Linked DNA regions of Mus musculus: region 2 is linked to region 1. The links are chromatin contacts, called in public promoter capture Hi-C maps. All regions are on one chromosome and are shown on one strand. The core of a region is the stretch at or near the end of the contact, and the rest is flanking DNA. Distances in the headings are between cores, read along the strand shown.

What was found. Promoter capture Hi-C pulls out the DNA fragments that hold promoters and counts their contacts.
Region 2: a promoter capture Hi-C map of the HPC-7 cell line shows a contact between it and region 1. The contact joins the promoter of Cenpc1 here to the promoter of Slc30a9 in region 1. A contact is called at or near these places in 3 of 39 promoter capture datasets (the HPC-7 cell line, cranial neural crest and pre-B cells).

Annotation. Positions count from the first base shown.
Region 1 is chr5:67,303,849-67,309,305 of GRCm38.p6, forward strand. Slc30a9 (solute carrier family 30 (zinc transporter), member 9) reads left to right here and starts at 3,107. Exons shown (of 18, transcript NM_178651.4): 1 at 3,107-3,349. The coding sequence starts at 3,247. RefSeq lists a cis regulatory region at 2,755-3,478.
Region 2 is chr5:86,062,512-86,067,857 of GRCm38.p6, forward strand. Cenpc1 (centromere protein C1) reads right to left here and starts at 3,072. Exons shown (of 19, transcript NM_007683.4): 1 at 2,817-3,072. The coding sequence starts at 2,834.

The DNA of each region.
Region 1 (5,457 bases), core at 1,857-4,356:
ATAGATAGCCAGGCTTGTTTAATGAGTAGAACCATCATTGTCCCAGGACTAGACAGGATGAAACAAAGTTCAGCCAGCTAGATTCAAAGTGTCTGATAAGGGCAGCAACTTCCTTGGAAACATCTTGTAGAAATTATGGTGTATGAGAACCCTGAGTGGCACTTGGTCATTTTCCACTTCCGCTTTTGTCTGTCTGATAAAATAGTGCAATTTAAGCATCTGTTTATAACATACATTCTCAGTTTAGACCATCTAAAATCTTAATCACACACAGAATGTCTGAAAATGACCTAGAGGGACATGCTCACTTGGACCTGCATTCCAGAAAATACAGACTACAGTCACAAAGTCTTTTGAAATGCTTTACATTTTCTTCCAAAGAAAGGAACCACTGATTGAGAAAGTGAAAGGTGGCTGAGGAACAGTGAACTCAAAGGTTCACAGTGACTCCAGGTATATAGTGACTGCTGAGCTAGCCTGGGCTACAACGTGAGCCCCTGTCTCAAAACAAAATCCTTGTGCTGATTCTCATTAAGCTTTTATAAGCATATATTAATAATGTATAAAGGGTTTTTTGTGAGATTTTATATGCAGTGTATTGTGATCATATTTGCACACCTGTTCCTCTCTTGTCCTCTGCCCACCCCTGCCAATCCCTGTCATTTTCCCAGTGAGCTTTTCCATTCTGCTTTGATGTGCGTGTGCCTGTCTCTGTGAGTGCCATCTCATGAGTTTCATTAGGGTTGTTTACAGGTGAATGGGTGAAATTTTGCTTTCAAATGTCTCTCCCTTCCCCCATCAACCATTGTGTAGAAACTCTCAGGGGAGGGCAGGACCCCAGGAGCCCCTTCTCTTTCCCCAGACACAGTGTTGATGTGCCCAGTCTCCTGAGAGTAATCACAGCAAGTGTGAGTTCAAGAAGGCACCAACGATGTCATACTGGAAGTCCGTGTTTTCCACTACTTCCCTGCACTTCCTCTGGTTTTTACTTTTCATCCGCCCCTTTTTTCCAGAATGTTCCCTGGCCTTTGGAAGAAGTGATACAAATGTTTCAGTTTATGGCTAGGCATTCAACAGTCATTTATTCTCAGTTTTATTGATCAGTTAGGCGTTTCTGCAGTTACCATTGACCATTGCAAAAGAAAACAAACAAACAAACAAACAGCTGCTCTGTTCAAAGCTGACAGTAGCACTACTCTATGGGCACACACTTTAGAAGGCAATTTAACCAGAATAACCTATCCGTTTGTTGGGGTTCAGGAATTTGCCACACACACCATCGCAGTTAAGCAAGAATAGTTTATTGAACACACACCATAACACTGGATGCCTAGGTCCACAAGAAGGAAAAACCTAATTGTGGCACCAGTCTGCTCTCATAGTAGACTTTCTATAGGAAAAACAAACAAACAAACAAAAAAACAGGTACAGGCCGGGCATGGTGGCGCACGCCTTTAATCCCAGCACTTGGGAGGCAGAGGCAGGTGGATTTCTGAGTTCGAGGAAAGTCTGGTCTACAGAGCGCGTTCCAGGACAGCCAGGGCTGCACAGAGAAACCCTGTCTCGAAACAAACAAACAAACAAACAAACAAAACAAAACAAAACAAAACCCAAAAAACAAGGTACAGAAGTTTAAAGGGCAAGGAAGGCTCACGAGGCAAAGTATATCAGCTGATGGGTCCTGAGTAAGGTAAGGAAAGTGTCGGGATGCATGGTGAACAGGGGAATTTCAGGACATCGAGATAACAGAGCATGAGTGTTATAACTTTTTAGCTTATTAGAAGCATTCTTCACTGTCAGCCACAAAAACCACAGTGAGCTCATATGTAGGTGCAGGAAGGGCTGTCCGGTGGTCAGCTCTAACTCAAGCCGTTTTACACAGAACAGTTCGTGTTGACCTTTGATTTGATGGAATTTCTTAAGATTAGCAAACCTCATACATAACATTCAGAACATACAGGACAAAACCATGGTTATGTGGTCAGCATGTTCTTGAGCCAAGTCACTTCTTGGTCAGTGAGTGGCAGGCATGTTAGAGTAGTAATATAACTGGCAAGCATGGAACAAAATGGCTACAGTTATGGGGGAAGGGGTGTCAGACCATAATATATTTATCCAAATAGCTGCAATAGCCTTTTACTAGAGACCACAACCTTGTTAGCCATGGGCTTTTGACCTGCTTAACCTTACCAGAGGTGGATTCCCTCCTGTGAAGGGAGCCTCAAGTCCACTCAAAGTGGTGGGTTTCCTCCCCATTTACTGATTTGCACTCATTTTCTTTATTTTTTTATTAGATATTTTCTTTATATACATTTCAAATGATATCCCGAAAGTTCCCTATACCTTCCCTCGGCCCTGTGCACTCATTTTCCATTTAAAATTTTATTTTACAGTACTTTCACTAAGCGATTTAAATTAATCTTTAAAACAACTGGACATGCATCCCATTCTATTTATCTGGCCAGACAGGTATTGACTTAGCCCCTGGAATATAGTAGTATACGTATACTGCACAGGATCCAGTGTCCATATAGCTATTCTCTATTCCGGGGGGACAATAATTTCAGTAGTGGTATTTTGAAGAAAAGTGTACAGGGTAACTATTTAAAAATGAGAACCACGTTAATTATAATTAGGGTGGTGAAAGAAGGCTTAAGCTAAGAACTGAATGAACCTGACATGGTAATGGTTAAAACAGGCGAATGTGTTCAGGTTTCTTTCTCTCTGGGACCAGGCTGTTTGAAAAACTGCTCCATCTTCGCGTACACATAGTACCGCGACTTCAAATTTTATGCACGCCTCTAATTTTGTTATACTACGACCGAGAAGCGGAGGTTGAGTGATCAGCAAGGTGACCACGGTGTTGGACAGAGCGGTGCCGAGGGTTCAAAAGGAAAGGGGACAGAGGCTTAAACCCTGCCTTCTCCTCCTGCTTCCCACGCCCCGGCGGCGCTTCGTAAGACTGTCTCCCGGGACACGACACGGACTCACAAATGCCCAGCACAGTCGGCAGCGCACACCGTCCTGGCCCGGTGCTGGCCAGAAGCACCGCCCACCCCGCCCCCGCTGGCATATTCCGTCACTTCCGCTGTCGCGCCACACCCCCATGACTTCCGGGTCGCCGAGGCCGCCGGCCGCGGCGCACACATCCGTGCTCGCCGGGGTCCGGTCTATGGAGTCAGTTGGCGCGGCAGGCGGCTCGGAGGCAGGAGGTGGTGTCCGAGTGGGGGCCTCTGCCCCGCCAGGATGTTTCCGGGCTTGGCCGCCGCCGCCGCGGCGCACAGGTGCAGCTGGGCGGCGCTGTGCAGGCTCGGTGGCGGCCGGGCAGCGACCCGCGGCCGCAGCCAGGGTGAGTGACGGACCGGTGGAGGCCGCGCCTGGCCTCGGCAGTTGGCCCGCCCGCTTGCCCTTCTCCAACCCAGACAGAGCCTGCCGGTCTCGCAAGGTCCTCACAGGTGTCCCCGCGAGCCGCGGCTACCGGGGAGCGGCCAACCCGCGTAGGGACACCCTGAGGCGGACCTCCAGACCCGGAGGTCTTAGGGCACATCGCGGTGACCCAGGGTGACCCAAACAGGCCGTGGGAAATGGCGGATTCCACCAGCTTGGAGGGTCCCCTTGGGCCGCCGCCGCAGTTCTGTTGCTGCTTAGGTTGAGTGAGGTACTCCTGCGCTACACTTTTTCTTAGTGCCATCCCGTTTTCTTAAATCTCCCTAAATCAAAGTGGATGTCACATACGGATCTTAAGGTGAGGGCTTCTCACAGTTATCGAATGGGCATAGTCTGGGGGACAGGAAACCCACCGAAGTTTGCGGTTATATCGAACAATCCTTTTGGTGACAAAAGTGTCTCCTGAAACTGTACATAAATAACCCTGGGCGCAGGGTGGGATTGAGAGTTTTCATCTTCGTCAGCATTGCTTTCTCAGTCAGATTCAAGTTATTGGAGAGTTTCTAAAGTAGCATCAAACGTGTAAGTCCTGTTTCTGTTCACCTCCCTTGTTCCCGTAGCTTGACACGGAGGACTGCTAGCAGAGCCCAGGAGAGGACAGGACCAAATCCACCGCTAACCCGAGCCCCTCAGGTTCTTGGGATTTGCAAAGAGTGGTTACAGAAACGTTTCTCAAACATTCACAGTCACCCTTCAAAAACTTGGATCGGAAGGCAAAAGCTGCAGCCATTCAGGTTTTTTGATAAAAGCGGTCACACACTCCTGTGCTGGGCAGATAAAGTAGAATATATTCATACCGTATTAAAAGCTGGTTTCTAAGGTTGCAAAAGAATTGATTGCAATACACTGTTTTAGTTTGTTGTTAATGACAGAATACTGTAGCTAGTTTTCCCATGGTGGCGGTATGCCACTTATGAACAGAATGGGCCCTCTGTTTAAAACTCCAAATAAACTTCAACATATTACACAGAAATATATATACATATAGTGGCTGTTAAATGTTGTCCAAAGTGCCCCTTCAGTGTTGGTGAGGTGAGTTGCAGTAGTGTAATTTGTAATTCTTATTCTGGGTAGCTGTCACTGGGCCTAAAATGCTGGGCTCTTTGTCCCATTCTCTGTAGCTCAGATAGTAATTAGTCTCTTCATTTAGGACTACTTTGCAGAGTTCTTTTAGGATGTTTATTACTACAAAAAATTTAGTGTTTTTAACACTTAACACCTTTTTAAATTTGAAACATCACCTTGGTGGAAGTTTTGTTACGGTATTTGAAAGAGCAATCAAAACTATGGTTAAATTTAAAAATCATTTGGAGAAAGTGTGCTATTTAAGTTGGATGCATATTACAAGAAAAACTATTTGAAGCTTTTTGTCTTGTTTTTGTTTGTTTGTTTATGTTTTGGGGGAGAGGGAGTTGGGGATCCAAAGCCAGATGATTTTCTTTGAGAAGAAATAAAGTTTAGTTTCTTCTTCTAGAATGCTTACCTGTCTAATGAAGTCTTCTCAGGGATAAACAGAGGCGGCCAGGTATGGCAGTCCATGCCTTTAGTTCTAGCAGAGGCAGGAGGATTTCTGAGTTTGAGGCCATCCTGATCCACAGAATGAGTCCCAAGACAGCCAGAGCCACACAGAAAAACTTCATCTCAAAAAACCAAAATGACACTAAAGAGTAAACAGGAGGAACCCATTGACTGATACAAATACATAAAAATGAGAAACCTCTGTGAAGTCAAAGAAGAAAGACAGTATTCAAGAGCCTGGCCACAGCATGTAGTTTTGCACTGTGTGGTAGACTTATTTTTAAAAGTAAAAATAGTATACTTTAGCTAGTATATATTCTGGCATATAATTTTTAAAAAAATGTTAAGGTGTCTCCCATTTTGTGTTGTCTTCAGAATGCAGTGTGTATTTCACACAGCCCATCACAGTCTGGACTAAGCATACTCAATATGGCGGTAGGATAGCATATCCAACAATGCAGCAATGGGCAGAGGAGATGGTTGAATGTTGAT
Region 2 (5,346 bases), core at 1,822-4,321, about 19 Mb after region 1:
TCGTTAATCATCATGGAAATGCAAATCAAAACGACTCTGAGATTCCATCTTACACCCATCGATGGCTAAAATAAAAAACTCAAGAAATAGCACACGAAGCCGGGTGTGGTGGTGCACGCCTTTAATCCCAGCACTCAGGAGGAAGAGGCAGATGGATTTCTGAGTTCGAGGCCAGCCTGGTCTACAAAGTGAGTTCCAGGACAGCCAGCGCTATACAGAGAAACCCTATCTCAAAAAAAAAAAAAAAAAAAAAAGAAAAAGAAAAAGAAAAAGAAAAAAGAAAAAAAAAGAAAGAAAAGAAAAGAAAAGAAAAAGAAAAGAAAAGAAATGAGAAATAGCATATGCTGGCGAGGATGTGGAAAAAGAAGAATTCCATTGCTGGTGGGCATGCAAAACTATTACAACCACTCTGGAAATCAATGTGTTAGTTTCTCAGAAAACTGAGAATAGTTCTACTCCAAGACCCAGCTATATATGCCACTCCTGGGCATATACCAAATGATGCCCCCATCATACCACAAGGACACTTGCTCAACTACATTCATAGCAGCTTTACTCATAATAGCCAGAAACTGGCAACAACCTCAATGTCCCTCAACTGAAGAATGGATAATGAAAATGTTGTACATCTACACAATGGAATACCACTCAGCTACTAAAAACAAAGACATAATGAAATTTACAGGAAAATGGATGGAACTAGAAAATATCTTAAGTGAGGTAACCTAGACCCAGAAAGACAAGCATGGTATGTACTCATAAATGAATATTAGCCATAAAGTACAAAATAAACATGCTACAATCCACAGACCAAAGAAACTAAGTAATAAAGAGTGCCCAAGGGAAGATGCATGACTCACTCAAAAGGGAAAATAATATAGAGATGGATGGAGGCAGGGAACTGGGTGGGAGAGGGGAGGAGAACAGAAATGGGGATTGGGTGTGGGAAGAGTGGAGGATGCATAGGGTTGGCTGGGAAAGTGAACAGAAACTGGTGGGGGGCATCTCTGGGGCTAGCTAGAGAACTGGGGTGGGGTGGGGCACACAACACTCCCTGGAGTCTATGGGGGTGACCCTAGCTGAAACTCCTAGCAGTAGGGTATATGGAAACTGAAGTGGCCACATCCTATCAGACAGGACCCCTAGTGGAATGATAAGGATACCAACCCATTCACAAAACCTGAAATTAGCCCTGCCTACATACACAAGATGTACAGAGATAAAGATAGAGCGATGGAGCAGAAATTGAGGAAACAGCTTACCAATGACTGGCCCAACTTGAGATCCACCCCATTCAAGAGAGCCAATCTCTGACACTATTATTAATACTCTGCTATGCTTGCCAATAGAACCTACTATAACTGTCTCCTGAGAAGCTTCATCCAGCAACAGATGGAAACAAACTCAGAGATCACAGTCAAATATCAGACAGAGCTCAGGGACTCTTGTCTAAGAGTAGAGGATAGAATGAATCAGGAGGTGCTACACACACTCCGAGAGGCCTGGAAGCACTCACAAGGCAAAGAGTTTCAAGGAATCCCAACCTCCTGGTATCTTGGCATTCTCATAACCCATATACTCATACCCTATCCCCACGTTAGTCTGGTGTATGGATCCATGTGTTCTCTTTTAGTATTATTTTATTATAAGTGCCTTTAAAGATTGAATTCTGACATAACTAAGCCTTCGCCAGTGTTCCGACATCCCAAAAAATCCTTGAAGCCGACAAACTTGGAATTCAGTAAGAAGGTTATCTATTCAGTAACATTCAAATTTACTTCTAATTCACACTGGCCTAGGGAATAGGTGGGTTTACCATGAAAGAGTTAGGGAATCCCCGAGACAGGTTTCTTCACTAGGTCCAAAAGAAACAACATAATCAGGCATTTACTAAGAACCCCTAGTGGTGGGCTTAACAATAAATAGACTAGCATTACACCAGGCTCCCTTCTTAGTGGCAGTGGCCTGGTCCCTGCCTTCTTTTGATGTATACATTCCTTATGTTTTGTGTCACTGTAACTCGGTGGATGTATCTCGCCTTGGTTCTTGTTATTCTTCTGTATAAAAAGTTCGATGCTCGACTAAACTGTCTTTTCATACATGTTAAGCATGCATAAACACACACACAACTACATGATAGAAACCATCAACGAAGGTTTTCTTTCAAAGATAAATTGAACTGCTGAGTTAGGGAGGAAATAGGGCATAGTAATCATACAAAACTTGGAATGAATATCAAGTGTGTCAAGAGACATAAAGTGGCAAGTCGTGGCCCACATCAAACATTCAAAGCTGGCACCTTTTAAAATATGATTGCCTTGTATAAAGCTTTATCATTAACAGGTGTCCCATAAATATTAGACTCTTCACATAAAATAGTATTTCGAAATTAATACTCGAGGTTTTCCAGACCATCAAGACTGGCTTGTACAATAGTCATGAGTATTTGGAAGACTGAAAAACGGGAAAAGGCTGAAATGTAGAAATGAAGGAATCTCTTCCGGGGGGGGGGGGGGGGAGCAGGCACGGATGGATGAGCTTACGACGTGAACCAGTAACAGTCCAGTTACTTCCACTACCAGTACACCAGCACACCTGATTTGTTACCTGTGCAGCTTTTAAGCCACCCCAGACAAGCCCCACCCCACCCAGACAGGCGGGACTAGGCACCCGCTACCCGATCCCTCCGCACCCCTCACAAGCCTCCGCACCCCTCACAAGCCTCACCCCACCCCACCCCGACAAGCCGGATATGCACCCGGTCCAGCACAGGGCGAGCGACGCATCGCGCAGGCCCGATCCAGACCCGCACTTACCAGATGGAACGAGGCCATGGTTCCGGCCCACTAGGTCAAACGGAGGCCTGAGAGGGAAACCCAAGCCGGCCAGGGTTCCAGGAGGGTTAGAGTAAGATTGCGGACGGAGGCGTCCCCAGAGCTGCGCGACCCGCACTTAACACTCAGCCGTAAATAAACAGCAGCCACCAAGAAAAATAAATGAATAAAAGTCAAACGAGCCACGCCTGCGCACAAGCCTAGCTTAGCCGGCCGTTAATTGGCGTTTTTTAAAGACTCCGGCTCTTGTTCCCGCCCATTCGCCTGTTACTCACCTATCAACCCGCCTTTCTCAGTTCGCCCCGCCCTCCTGCCCAGCGCGCCTTGCTCTTCCGCCCGCGTCTCAACCTCCCACTCATCGCCCCGCCTCTCACCCGTCGCCACGCCTTTCACCAGTCGCCACGCCTCTCACCCTTCGCCACTCCCCTCGCCGGTCGCCACGCCTCTCACCCTTCGCCACTCCCCTCGCCGGTCGACTTGTCCGGGCTTTGTGTGGACTCTCCTGTTCTACTTTCTTCAGACAGTTTGTTGCGTCTATGACTGCTCGTATTTAGAAAGCAGGTGTTGAGCACCACCTGTGCTCCTTGAGATAAATGTATAATACATCCCAGCAGTTCTACTACGGATTAATAGGTAATACTTAAAAAGGATTACAGGTAGAAATTGCTGGCGTTTTGAGCAGAGTACACTACGCAGATTCGTCAGCTGCAACCCGCCCATCTATACAGTATCTCTGAAAATAGTAATGCTATTCTTTTTTCAAGTATTTAAAAATTATTTATGAAGCAAAGGCATAAATTATATATGCATATCAGTAGAACGAACATAATGTTTTTAAGAGAAAGTGACTGCTTCTGTCTTATGCGAAAATTAAGGTAATGACCCCAATTGGAAAACAAGGAAAATACACCGATGTGTATTTTGTCCTGTCCACGTGACTCTAGGTCGCAGCCTGTAGCTGCTCTATTTCCTTAGGAGACAGAATGCCATAAATACATACATACATACATACATACATACATACAGAAGGAAGGAAAGAAAAGAGAGAGAGTCTGCAGGGATGGAGCGATGGCTCAGTGGTCAAGAGCGCTTGCTGCACTTTTAAAGGAGCAAAGTTCGATTCCCAGCACCCACAAAGCAACTCAACCGTTTGTAGCTCCAGTTCCAGGGGATCTGACACCTATTCCGGCCTCAGCTAGCAAAAAGCACGCACGTGATGTCCTCGCAGGCAAGCAGACAAAACAATCATACCTATAAAGTGAATAAATCTCTTTTTAGTGTAGATTATTTTAGAATGATGGGGCTCCATATGAGCTGAATGTGCTCATGATTGCAGCGACGCTTGCCCGGCTCGCCAGTCAGATCCGCCAGAGGGCAGCAGAGGTGCTGCAAACTTACTTATTTATCATATTCTCCAATGGGAAGCTACAGAGTCCAGGCAAACTGTACAACAGCTACGACTCGATAAATCTCCAAGAGGAGTCAGCCGACCCTGGCGGCTGAAACGGAGACTTTCTCCTGCGTTGAAAATCATTTTGAGACGGTTGTCCTCGGTTGCAACACGACACTTTGTGGGAATTTTGAACAAGACCTGTGACCAAAATGAAAGGGCAAGATGCTTGAGTTGCTCAACATGCAGACGCTGTTTGCTGAAAAAGCAGTTGAGAGTGAATCGACTCTAGAGAATCACATCAAAACGTTCAGAGTAAACATGGGGGTTTTTGCTTTGGTGCCTTTGGAACCAACAAGCATCAGGAAGCTGTTGCTGTCCAGGAGAATAAACAAAGTTGGCAATGAGGGTTTGAGTCTCTCAGCTGCTCAAGACACAGAGAGACCAGCCCTAATACACAGGGTGTGACCTCTCAGGTAGGTGATGGCATCCAGGATGACTTGCAAGTTGATCGCCTTCCACCTTCCTTCGAATTGTGCTGATGCTGCCCAACCTGGAATAGTTGAAAATATTCTGCCCCGCTCCCCACAGAGGATGAAGCTCGAGAAAGTCCAAGTGGAACTTCCAGAAAGGTATCATCAGAAGAAATACTGAGGATGATCAAACAGGACAGCCAGTGGGGCTTTTTGTCGTCAAAATGCTAACATCCCACAGGGAATGAGGAGAGGAGAGCAGAGCCCACCAGGCCGAACGCATCTGATTTCTAAGACCCTCATCAAGTTCACAGCCCAGAAAGGCATAAAGGGGAAAGTGTGCTGGGACCTGAAACTCTCACTCCACCCCTCAACCCCACCCCTGCACATCATGAAAACCAGCCTGGTGGAGCACTTTACCTGCCTAGCTTATAGCAACGGCCACACACAGAGCATAATCTCTGATTCTGTGAAGGCAACAATAACTGCGTGTGTGGTTACCCTTGCCTTGCGCATAAATGACTTCCAGATTTCCCTGATAGTGTTACAGGCAAAATGGCACACTATGTCCTAAATTTGGATCATCTGCAGATACTTGTTCATTCAAAATGACCCTAGAGGGTTTTCGGAGGGGAAACGAGGAAAGGGG